Linked DNA regions of Triticum aestivum: region 1 is linked to region 2. Evidence: chromatin contacts called from public Hi-C data. All regions are on one chromosome and are shown on one strand. Each heading gives the region's core, a stretch centred on a gene start, on an enhancer-like site or on the middle of the called end of the contact. The rest is flanking DNA. Distances are from core to core; before and after follow the strand shown. Region 1 holds the start of LOC123044897 (probable inactive purple acid phosphatase 29). Region 2 holds the start of LOC123044895 (mediator of RNA polymerase II transcription subunit 14).

Region 1 (6,308 bases), core at 3,318-5,817, 190 kb after region 2:
GACCGAGACACCTCTCTGGTCAATAACCAATAGCGGAACCTGGATGCTCATATTGGCTCCCACATATTCTACAAAGATCTTTATCGGTCAAATCGTTATGACAACATACATTATTCCTTTTGTCCATCGGTATGTTACATGTCCGAGATTTGATCGTTGGTATCTTCATACCTAGTTCAATCTTGTTACTGGCAAGTCTCTTTACACGTTCCATAATACGTCATCTTGCAACTAACTCATTAGTCACTTTGCTTGCAAGGCTTCTTATGATGTGTATTACCGAGAGGGCCCAGAGATACCTCTCCGATGCTCGGAGTGACAAATCCTAATCTCGATCTATGCCAACCCAACAAACACCTTCGGAGATACCTGTAGAGCATCTTTATCACCCAGTTACGTTATGACGTTTGATAGCACACAAGACATTCCTCCGGTATCCGGGAGTTGCATACTCTCATAGTCAAAGGAATATGTATTTGACATGAAAAAAGCAATAGCAATAAAACTGAACGATCATAATGCTAAACTAACGGATGGGTCTTGTCCATCGCATCATTCTCATAATGATGTGATCACATTCATCAAATGACAACACATGTCTATGGTTAGGAAACTTAACCATCTTTGATTAACGAGCTAGTCTAATAGTGGCTTACCAGGGACACGGTGTTTTGTCTATGTATCCACACATGTATCAAGTTTCCGATTAATACAATTCTAGCATGAATAATAAACATTTATCATGAAATAAAGAAATATAAAATAACAACTTTATTATTGCCTCTATGGCATATTTCCTTCAATGCAGAGGTCGATTATTCGTTTAGGGTGATTATACCACCTCAATATGTCGTACAACTACGACACGACTTGACTTGTGCAGTGATGGCTAAGAAGAACTACAAAAAGATCAGCATAACAATCATCACAAAAGAGGACCCAAAACAATAAAAAGACTAGAGAGCAACGACCCATGAACGAAAAAAACAAAACTAGGCCAGATTGAGGAGGTAACGTGTACCAAGGCAAGGATGTCGGCGCCAACCGACCAACCTGCCCGACTGAGCTCACTCACCCAATGTGCATATTCTTAGTTTAAGGGTCGGTCATCGGTTTATGTATGCTACATGTTACCATGGAATATGGTTAGCAACAACGTTGGCATACCAATTTAAACCTATAAATCCGCTGAAGGTGTTGGTTGCAGAGGGAAACAGACTCCTGCAGAAGAGATCGCCTCCTCCCTGACAAAAGCGATGAGGCAACCCCTAAAGCGACGCACTGTGAGCTGCCCAGCTAGCTCTGTCCCAGGACCACAACATGGTGATGCTCTATCCTGGTTGCATGTATTCAAAAGTGAGTGAGAGAAAAAAGTATGATGATGATATCCAGAGACTAGCCTTCGTTGAGTGATTGTGACACATCATAGCTCCATTCAAATTTATCTAGGTGGAAGAGGTGAGGCAGTAATAAGGTGATGCCTTCATTGTACATGTGTTCCGGAACAACTCGTGCCCACGAAGAGTTAATTGCACAGAAGTACCACAATTGGGGCATCACATGCAGATTGATACTAATGATTGCTAATTTTTGCGTGTCAGTACCAAGATTGCTCCAGGTTTTTGCAAATAGGTCTAAATTGCGTATAAACACGTATTGACGGTGTATCTGACCAGCGGGGCCCGCCCGTCAGATGCCGACGTGGCACGTTTTTTGCAGAAAACCCCCTTACGTTGTATGTAATCACAAAAATGCCATATTTTTTTTGCGGGAAAAAGGCTTTCTTTTTTGTTCACAATTTTCACCACCAAATCTGGACTGGTTTGAATTTTTCCGCCACTTGAACAAATAAATACAAGTACAGAAAAATCAGGCGCGGCGGGAATCGATCCTGCGACCTGCAGCCCACAGGCGCCACGCGCTAACCACCACGCCACATTGCAGTTCGCCTTTGATTACAGGCGTTCGCTTTGTTATACTATTGCTGAAGCGCTGGGCCGGCTCACCGAGGCCTGCATTTTTTTTTCCGTTTCGCACTTAACTGGCGCGCGTGTTCCAGGTAATGCCCACCGAAGTGAAAAATATTACAGGTACATTCATCACTCCAACTACAAAATTAACATGTCATTCTTACATGATGTTAGAAAATATATATGTGCCTACACATAAACAACAAGAAGAAATCTACAGCCAATTTCTCATGGCTGTGGCATCTTCCGCTGACAGTAACTCTACACAACAGCCTGCTAAGGTTGATTCTTGCAAAAAAAAAAACCGTAAGTCTTGCATCATTCATAAAAAAATATATGGTCAATTTCCTTTATAAATGTTGTGCTTAAAAATACCTTAGTTAAGTCCATCAACCGTGAGTTGTGTTTTACAAACATACTTAGGAAAATGCCCTTCGGTGTGGCACTCTACAAGGTTACCTCCTTCTTTATCATTGGTTTTTCTATTTTCAGTCCTATGGCCTGTATTTTTGTAGTGAGAGCGTCTTTTACGCTTAGTTACCAAACTTATCAATTAGCATGCCTATTTCTCTGCATTGGACAACCTTTCTTATAACTGTAAAGAATATAGTTTGAGGACAATCTGCCAATACTTCTATCTTGCATATAAAATAATTAGGCAATTCTGCATTGTCCTAAATTTCCCTGAACTGAAAAAAGAACTGATCTACTTCCTACCTGTGCTACTAAACGTAAAACTTAAAAACCTTTTACTGGCATTTTGTTGGTACTTTCCAGTTCCCATAATGAACTTGGTTTCTGTTTACACACATGTACTGCTACATTATCCTATACATGTCTGAACTAAGTGAGAGGATATTGACATTTTGTCTCCCCGCCAGTTAGGATGGAAGCTTATAGGCTTCGATAATTTCTTAATCTTTCACTGGTTCTCACCAGTGAGATTGCAGATGTGGTATATTCTTAATCCAATAACATATACAAAGGCTGTGTAGGTAATGGCATAGCAGATTTTAATTTCATGATAATACTTAAATGTAGTCCTCGCGGTAGATAGCTTGACACTATCCGTCATGTGGGTCCTTGCTTCCTTATGTTTTGCAGGTCCAGTTGTCGTTGCCTTCACTTGCTTTGTCGTTTACCGATCTGTTAGCTCGCCGGTTCCCCGACTTGCTGTCAAGGTTTGTGTTTTGTGCCTCCGTTTTCTGTTTTCTTTCTTTTTGTTTCTCTATATTACTTACTATTTTATTCTGCTACCTGACCAGGTGTTCCGTGTGTGCTTTAGTTGTTTGTTTCGGTTTTTTATGCTGCTTATTTCATCTATACTACTTCCTATGCTAGGATGTGCCTTGCTATGTCTTTTGTGATCCCAATTTTTGAGAACCTGGCGGCGCAGTTTTTTTTGCCCGCTCTTTCATGCATGTGTGAGATTATTGACGATGGGGTTGTGCTCGTTGGGGTGGAGCCAAACCAGTGTCTCCCTGCCGCCAGATAGGAGGTTCTTCTGGGCAACTGGCGGTACGGGGGCACTGTCGGCCTATGAACAGGCTGCTTTGCAGGCTATAAAATTCTTACAGGGACGATGTAAAGCATGTTCCTGTTGATTAGGACGATTCATATACAACTTGGGTCTACATTTTTACTAGCCTGATTAGGGGAGAGAGGGAGGCAGGGAGGTGCCTAGGACGAGTAGGAAGGCTCTGGGAATTTTTTTGCCGATCCTGTGTATGTTCTGTTTTGCCAAGTTAAACGTGTACACTTCATGTCATATAGTAGCATAATAATTGCAGATGATATACTATCGTTGTCATATTATTGAACTTGATATCCTGTTTGAACTAGACAAATAATTTTGACAAGATTTTATCCTGGCGTAAACATGCTGTCATAGTGTCAACATAATAATAGTTTCAAAATTCAACATTATACTCCCTCCGTCCGAAAATACTTGTCATCAAAATGGATAAAAAGAGATGTATCTAAAACTAAAATACATCTAGATACATCCCCTTTTATCCATTTTAATGACATGTATTTCGGGACGGAGGGAGTAGAATATAAAACTAGACAAAGTTATCTCCTTGAAATTATCACATTTCCCTATCCTCAGCTCCTCGCCATGGTAGCTGTTGTAAGTTCTAATCTCATGTTGAACCCATGGTTCACAACTTTTCTTCTCTTTTTTCTTAGAAACTTAAACGGTGATACTCTTTGTTGTAATTTAAAAAGGATGGAAAGGTTGAAAAATTCTATTTTGAGGAATGACGACACCAATTTATGAGTGGAACTATTTGTTGTATGCTTACAATTAAATATCATATTAGATATTTGTTTTTCTTGGAACTATTGACATGTAGTGGAGGCTGCATTTGATTTGCTGGTGTGTTAAGCACATAAATAATTGGTTTCGCCTTTTTCACAAACCAAGCTTAGGCACATAACTAACTTTAGTGTATCCCTCAATGCACATGCATGGGTCACTCTCTATCCTTTTTAACGTAGATAAGTATGGCAATTATACTTGAGGTTGCGGCTCTGCTGCAGATATGCCCATTGCCATTGAGCCTTTCTATCTACTCCCTCTGTTCCGAAATAGTTGTCGTTGGGGAAAACTAGTGTACCGATCGTCACGTTGCGATTTTTCTTCACTTTCCCATTTTGCCCTCCCTCTCGCTCTCTCGCCGACCGCTTGCAGCTCTCACTCTCTCCCTGACCACTCGCTCTCTCTCCCCGACAGCTCTCGCTGTCTCCGACCCCGACCGCTCGCCCTCTCGTCGGCCAGTCGCTCGCCGGCCAGTCGCCACCCTCTCCCTCTCGTCGGTGTCTTCCTCACCGCAGTCTTGCACCTCACCACCCATAACCCTAGCAGCCCGCCTCCCTCTCGTCGGTGAAAGGTGACATTTTTACCAGTTGGGGTGCTCGATTCGTGGCGGCGGTGCTCGATCCGTGGGCGGCGGTACTCGATCCGTGCTGGAGCAGCGGGAGGAGGAGGCCAAGGTGGAGATCGTGGTGCGGGAGGGGGAGCTCGGCGAGACGGCGGCTGGATCTGAAGCGCGGCTGCTCCACCTTCCTCAGGGTGGCGGGGATCTCCGACTCGCTGCAGAGGAGAAGGGCCCGACCGCTGGCGTCATCCGCCGCTTCCTCAGGGTTGGCGGCGGCGGGCTGTGTTCCGGCGGGAGGGCGGCACGTTCAAGGTGCTGCAGGTGGCGGACATGCACTACGCGGACGGGCGGAGCACCGCGTGCGAGGACGTGATGCCCGAGCAGGTCGCCGGCTGCTCCGACCTCAACATCACCGCCTTCCTCTACCGCGTCATCCGCACCGAGGACCCCGACCTCGTCATCTTCACGGGTCCGGCCCCCACCCACCCCCTTCCTCTTCCCTGCTCTGTTATTCTGTTAATACTTCGATTGACTAGTGATTCGTTGGTGCCGCCACTTCTTCCGATTTCGAGTTAAGAATTCAGAAGTGCCATGCAATGGTGGAGTAATCCCCAAAGAAATAAGAAATCAGAAGCATGAGCTGCACTGAAATTGGGTCTAGGTAGTTGCTCATCCGCCGGGGTTTCAGTTAATCGATTGGTCTGTCCATCCAGGACGAAGATGAAATGGTCTGATTGATCACGACTGCCTCCACATGGAGGTAAAACACAAACAGGAAAGATGCAATAGTAGCCGCCTTTGTGATTATCTTCAGGTTACTGTCCTGTTTTCGTCGTCTTGTTTCACGGGCGATCTTGGTGATCTTTCCAAGGCTGATCAATTTCTTCAGAGAAGACGTCCTGGTCAATCACCACATCTGATCAATTTCTGTCTGTGGCGAGAAGAAGTGGTACAACTCCGGCGATCAATTTCTTTGGCGATTAACAGTTTTGATCAATTCAAACAGCAGCACAGGCGGCGCACGGGCGGGGAGGAGCACAGGCTGCTGCTGTTGGTCAGTGCGGGAAGGAGCACGGGCAGAGGTCAATTGGCCGGATCCGGAGCTCCAATGCCTGAATCGAGGAGCTGGAAGGCTGAGGCAGGAGGAGGAGCACAGGCTGCGATGCTGCTGCTGTTGGTCAGTGCGGGGAGGAGCACGGACGGAGGTCAATTGGCCGGATCCGGAGCTCCAGTGCCTGAATCGAGGAGCTGGAAGGCTCAGGCAGGAGGAGGAGCACGGGCGGCGCTGCTGCTGGTCGGTGCAGGGAGGAGCACGGGTGGCGCGGAGGCCAGGAGTCGCGGGCGGCTGGAGGCTGTGGCGGACGGCGAGGGAGTTGCGTATGAGTTTGGGCTCTCAATTGGAGCGGAGGAAGGCGGCCGGCGAGGGAGCTGCGGGCGGATGCCGGAGCTGCAGCAG
Region 2 (6,897 bases), core at 3,034-5,533:
TAAGGAGTACTTTGAATTCGCCATCTACCTGTACATTGGCTATTCCATCAGTCACCGAAACCTCAGACATTTCTTTAGGAACTAGGGTTTCAAGTAATTTTGCCCGCACAAGGGTGCTTAATTTCTTCAATGTAGGCCTCCGCTCATCTTGAAAAAGTGTATTCTGAGTACCTATTTCCTCTACAGATTTAGGCAATCTCCTATAGCTCCCTGTATGTATGACTTCTATCGCAGATGAAACATCAAAAATGGGAGCACGAGCTTGCTGCAATCCTTCATGCATAAAGAACAGTGAATCGCCTGTTTGGGTGAAGCAAGTTTCATGGCTGGAGAGAGTTGACGCAAGTTGCTGGCAGTAATGAAGCAAGGGCACCTGCAGAAGCAAAAGCAATATTTTCTGTCACAAAATTCCAGATACATATTTTGATGGCCCGAATATGATAATGAAGGGGGAAAACTTAGTTTTGAAATACATTCTTTGCTGAGTAGCTAAGGAATTAAGGTAGATTGTAGGCTGTCAGAGCAAATACATTACACAATGATAAAATACTTTAAAGTTGGCATTTTGGGTTCAGTACGCACTTCTTCAGCATGAATTTTGCATACATAGAATCTCTAAATGAAGTTTGGTCCTTTGCTCCATCAAAAACGGTTTTAAAGATGACAACAGTTTCGCACACGTGGATGCCCAATCAGCACAAAAAAGCGGCAAAAAAAATTCAAAAAAATGGGAGAAAATTAGGAGAAAAAAACTGTAGTCTCCTTTCTAGAAAACTCGACTTGTTTAAGGAGAAGTTGGGGGGCAGCAGAACAAAATATTCGGAAAATCCAGAAACAGATATGAAAATTTTGCTTTTTTAACTGAAATTTTATTTTGAAGGTATGTTTGGTTGATTCCACAACATGCCCTACCAAATTTTTGCCAACCATTGGCTAGATATTCTTTGACCCTTAGTTTGCCTATTTGGCAATAATTGTGAAGGCAATGTCAGGAAGGTGGGCAAGTTCTCATAGGCAACCAACCAAGTAAGAGGCGAGATGTCATAGGCTGTCAAGATTTTGGTAGGGAAATTTGGGCACCAGAAAATACCCTAGAAACAGTCTTTACGATGAAGATATAGAAGACACTGAGAAAAAAGGAAGAAAATTAAAAAGAATAAAGAGGATTGGAAGTCGCTGGTGAGGCTATGGAGGGTGGCAACCACACCTTCGTGGTCTTCGCATTGCTTGGCGATGATGTCTTCAAGGGTGTTGGGTGGTGGTGGCGGCGGCGATGGCGCCGGAGGCTGACTCATAGTTGTAGTCGAGATCATCGGGATCGTAGATGAATCTGATACCAAATTGTCACATGCTTGGGAATCAGCAGGCTGGGACGTGGAGCATAGGGGTAGTAGTGAGATACTAGTGGCCAAGGACGATAGTCCCGCCGACCCATGGCGGTAGCAAGGGTGAGAGGGACGCACAGTGACGGAACTTAAACCGGCAGATCTCGAGGTAGGGGATCCTAAGCTAGATGTCTTCGAACGAGGGTAACAGAGACACGGGGATTTTACCCATCATGTTCGGCCTCTCCGAGGAGATAATACCCTATGTCCTGCTCGTGTTTATTGCGTTGGAGTGTGTACAAGGTACAGGTAAACTACCACGAGATTGTAACTTGTCTTAACTTGTGTTCTATTGACTAACCCGGCCCCGGCTTATATAAGATACTTGGGTCCTAGGATTACAAGAGCCCTAGTCGGCTACGTCGGTGGAGAGGAGAGTCCTCCACGGATACGAAGTCCTTGTCTTGAACATCAAGGCTTCCAGAGTCTTCATGTATCTCGCCAAGGGATACTCAGCCTGGCCCACCAGACCGGGAGTCGACATAGTGAGTCCCCTTATCCGAGACACCATCAAACGACACAGGAGCAAGAGGTGAGAAAATAGATTAACTTTTCTGCTTGCTTTCTTGCTCATGTGAGGGCTTGGACTTGGACTCCAACTAGAATTGGATCCAGCCAGCAAGGTGGCCTTCTTTGGGACTAAACCTTCCCAACTTAGGAACCGGACTCCTACTCTAACTCTAGATGGACTCAGCAAGCACTAGACTACACGAACTAGGGCAGTCCTGGCCCAGCATGGCCCTTGAGCCTGTATGTTCGGCCCACATGACATCCCACTTTTCATGATTGTTTTCAATTTTCTGTTCTAAATGGGTTACTACGGAGCAAGGGAGGGATCACACTTGAGGGACCAAGATTGTTCTCTAGTAGAGTAGAGGGACCAAGCGTAGACTTCGGCAATAGAAGGGCTAAAAATATACTCTTTCCAATACTTTGCGACCTTCAAACTGAACTGATAGCCTGACCAAATTGAAGTCAAAGCATCCGGAGCCCTAAATTATGTTAGGGTGATTAATGACAACCAAACATAACTGGCTAATATTTCCATCAAACAAATCTAAGGAGAATTGTTTTGTGTTGAAAATGTCTCAGTGAAATGGAAGGATTCAACATGAATTTAGCTCAAGGCTGTGGAAACTTTCAAGCATTTTGTAGCTTTAGGTGTCGGTTCATAGACTGGTTTGCCAGATTTGTTGAAAGTGTTACCGTTCAAAAAAGACAAGTCTACTTGCTTGAGAATTGTCATATGTAATACTGCTCAATAGCAGAATACATATACTCATATGCTTGACATAAATTCCAGTTTTGTTGATGCGAACTGACAGTGTAAACCATGGCCTGACCAGCAAGGCGGATTGACCACAAGTCATACACCTGCTATTCTATAGCATCTAAGGTGCTTCAAAACGGATTCTCCTGTGGATTCTGATTAGGATTGTGAGTCCTAACTGAACGTTCAATGCCGACTAACAGTCTCCACAATTTTAGCAAAATTATACTTACCACAGTGGGTGTTCTCAGCATTCGCTGATTCTTCAGTGCTTGAAAGTTATACTCCCTCCGTTCCAAAATAATTGAAATTCTAGATTTATCCTAAGTCAAACTTCATTAAGTTTGACCAATCTATATAAATTAACATCTACAACACCAATTTTTCTTCATTAGATTCATTATGAAATGTATTTTCATATTATATATATTTGAGATATTGTAGATCTTAGCATATTTTTCTATAGACTTGATCAAACTTAAAAATGGTTGACTTAGGACAATCCTAGAACTTCTATTATTTTGGAACGGAAGAGCAATATCATAAAGGAAAAGATCTCCTTCGAATATATGTGGGTTTTGCAGCACGGTCTGGTCAGAGCTATAGTAGTGGAATGTAGACTAAATAGATTTTGATGTACACTCCCTTCGACGCAATCGTAGCCATCCCCAAGATTATACTATTATGGATTTTATACAAGGATACCTAAAGTTCTTATAGTCCCAACAAAGAGTTGAACAATGATTTCCTATTACAGTAAACACTTCTGTCCTTGATTGCAACATAATCCAAATCTGCTTTCCCGTCACTCTATTCAACTAAGGCAGCCTTCAGAGCAATCAAAGGCCTGATCCTATAAAAACATTTTTACTTGAGGACACAAGTTGCAGTTCTAATTGAACAATGAAAGTTGAAACTCCTTATTCAAGGAAGGAAACAATTGACAGCTGCGGACCTGCTGGCACCACTTGGCGAGGACATGGAGCCGGAGCATGCGCTGGCGGGTGCGGTCGATGAATTTGAGCAGGTCGATCTTCTTCTCAGTATCCGACCTCTGCTGCGCTGCCTCCCCCTCGGCGCCCGCCCGCGACTTCTCCACGAGCTCCCGCAGCGCCAGGTAGGACTCCTCCGCCGCCTGCCGCGCCACAGTCCCCAGCTCCACTGTCTGCTGACCCAACTCCCCCGCCATCTACCACCACCCGAGAGTGAGTGAAGAGTCTAGGGTTTCACGCACGTCTCGGGGTAGGGACCTACAGGTGACTGAGCCGCGCCATAGCCACCGCAGCTGCTCTCCCTGTAGGGTTTCCAGGAGATTGTAGAAGGTCCGCGTACACGGAGCGGCTGGGCGGCTGGGCGGCCGCTGCCTCGGCTATAGAGTTACGCCCCCGCAGTGCCACCAGCGGCTTCAAATTGGGGATCCTGTGAGAGGTCGGGAGCCGCAGCCGGTAGAGTTCAGCTTGGACCGAGAGGGGAAGTTCGAAAAGTTTGTGGGAATGGAGCTGGGATCGCGAGGCGGCGGCCGGCAGGAGGTTCTTTTTCTCGAGGGAACGGCAGGAAGAAGATGGGCGAGCTGGTGCGTCAGAGCATCTCCGGCCGTTCGGCGCGCCCAGGACTGAAATAGCGGGTGTGTTTGGTCCAGTGGATAGGTTTAGGTTGCTGTGGGTAGAGAAAAATTCGCTACGGGTCCTATTACTTACGCTAGCGCGAGCTTTAGTCCCTGTGGTTACAAACGGAAGAAAATCTGATACAACCGGGTCATACGCATGCAAACGTGAGACCACCCCGAGCGCTTGACCTCCGGCAATACAAATCTCAAAGCACGCAGCATCACCTTATCCAAACTGGAGCCCAGATCGACGCCCAACCTCTCCAATGCCGCCAACTCCTGTCGCCGGTGTGCTCTGCTTCGGCTGCTCACCACATCGCCGCCGATGAGATCCATTCCGGCTGCTCGCCACATCGCCGCCGGTGTGCTCCTTGACGCTCGGCGTACTCCATTCCCCGCGTTCGTTGGCGACCCAGGCCGCGGCACCGTAGAAGCTGCTCGCCGGCGTGCTCCGCGATGCCAGCCGCCGTTCTCCTCAACCACCCTCGCGGCGCGACCGACGTACTGAGCAGAACAAGTTCATGTTGATTTTTTGTGTGTGTGATTTGAGCTATAAAATCTGAACAATGGCTGCTCTTGTTTATTTTTCTTCTGAATTTTATTCCAATACAAGATGTGGCATATGATGTAAACAAGATCTGCAATGTATATGTTGGTGTCCATTCTTGGCATAAGTGCGGTGTGACGTTTTCATATTCTGCTGTCAACTCTTCGATAAATGTAAAGATGCATTTGCATTTGCCCTCATAATCTGATACGGTGTCAACTGTTTGGCATGAACCAACATTCATGGTTTGCTACAGAGGAAAATGATAGCTTCAGTTTTGTATTGCAGCAAGTAAATAGCACCATTTGCCAGGTGAAATACACACATAGCAGCAGAGAAAATGATAGCTTCAGGTGAAACACTAGCACATAGCAGTAGAAGAAAATGGTAGCTTCAGTTTAACAGAATATATGTTTGGTAACAGATGTTCAGCATTGTCAGGTGACACACACATAGCAGCAAAATAAAAGGATAGCTCCAGTTTATGCTAAACCAAATACACAACCATATAGCTGACATGCCCAGCTAACTAGCATTGAGGAACCGACAAGACATTATGCATCAATGCACGATCGGGCTCGCCACGGCTGAAAACCTTGATGTACTAGCACCATCGTTGAAATCTAGTTGACGAGCGGCTGAATATTTGTTTCAGGCTGCTTAGCAGACATAGCTTGTAGAAAGGTTCTAAAAACCCACTCAAAGGTATCTACAGATTTATTAGATAGTAGTGATGCACTAAAAAGAATAGTCTGCTTGTGATGATTAACAGCAATAAACGGAGCAAATGGCATTTGAAACTTATTTGTCGAAATAGCTCGTTCTTTCTTGGCCACATGTGTTGGATTAGCACTCTTCACACCCGCCTTGCTACAAACAAAATATCTGGAACTTAAAGACTTAGCTGCCCTAAACTTCAAGTGGCACTTTCTAATGTTGAATCCCTTGGTTTGAGCATAAGAATTGTAAAATTGGTACGCCTCTTCCTTAGACTGAAAACATATCCCAACACTTGGAGCCTTATCTGCATCTTGTAAGTCATGATCATTCATTAGTGTGCTGCTCGCCCTCGGCTGGCCATTAGTCTCAATCACTGGCAATTGCTGCAAGGGTAAACAATAGAATTAATCAAGACAGGCTTCAGGAAAGGAAGGAATGTGCTTGTTGTCACATGTTTTTTCAGTCTGAACCGAACTGAATTAATCAAGATTGGTGAACTGGACTTAACCTCACTGGAGGAGCCGCGGGTGCACATGGTTTTGGAGGAGACGATGCCATGTATGTTCCTTGGCCGTGTGCTGCGATGCCGTCGTCTGGGGCCGTAGCCATCTTGCCGCCTCGTTGCTAACAGGATGAAAACAGATCTGACGTATATTCGTTTCTTTTGGAAGATGAATCATCAGCAGCTGAGAGGACGGCGTAAAGGAAACGAACCAGCTAATTGAGCGTGCGTTGGCTTTTTAATTGAGCATGTGTTGGGCTTTTTTTTATCTGCAACTCACGTTGGGCTGGATGTTGGGATCGCCAGATGTCAAGCACTCGGGGTGGTCTCACGTTCGTGTGCGTACGACCCGGTCGTACAAGATTTTCTTCCGTTACAAATACCCGAAATACAGAGCATCTCATTGGTTGGGTACCAAGTTGTCTTGCCTATCTCACATAAAGTTGCCAACATTTGGCAAGTTTTGGTATTGCCAATATTTGGCAATGCCAACATTTGGCTAGCCAAATATTGGTAGTAGACCAATCATGCTCACAGTCACCAAACTTGCTCTAGGGGTCATGTACGGTCCATTATACGGTTTTGTGTATGTATGTGCTGAGCTGTCTCTAGGCAACCGGTGGCAAGCATGCATTGACTGCCACATGTGCCCAGCTCGCTCTAATACGCATGCACGCAGGGGTCTTTTTGTGAAACTGCCGGTTATTAATAATGCTCTAGTCAACCGCTCCCTCTCGCCGCCGATCCCCTTCCTCCACCACCACCACCAGCGGCACCGGCACGGCATCCTCCGCCTCCTCCGCGGCCATGGCTTCCTCGGGACCCCGCACCACAATAACAACGACCACCGCCTCCTCCTCAACCTCC

The links. A called contact is a pair of places that touch in the nucleus more often than the background predicts.
Region 1: a Hi-C map of leaf shows a contact between it and region 2, with 4 times the contacts expected there. The contact joins the promoter of LOC123044897 here to the promoter of LOC123044895 in region 2. A contact is called at or near these places in 3 of 5 Hi-C or Micro-C datasets (leaf and an unstated tissue).

What each region holds. Positions count from the first base shown.
Region 1 is chr2B:344,719,375-344,725,682 of IWGSC CS RefSeq v2.1, forward strand. LOC123044897 (probable inactive purple acid phosphatase 29) reads left to right here and starts at 4,568. Exons shown (of 2, transcript XM_044467781.1): 1 at 4,568-5,321; 2 at 5,862-6,308. The coding sequence starts at 5,183. The coding sequence ends at 5,968.
Region 2 is chr2B:344,526,281-344,533,177 of IWGSC CS RefSeq v2.1, forward strand. It overlaps LOC123044895 (mediator of RNA polymerase II transcription subunit 14), which reads right to left and starts at 4,284. Exons shown (of 9, transcript XM_044467779.1): 1 at 3,611-4,284; 2 at 1-373. The coding sequence starts at 3,844.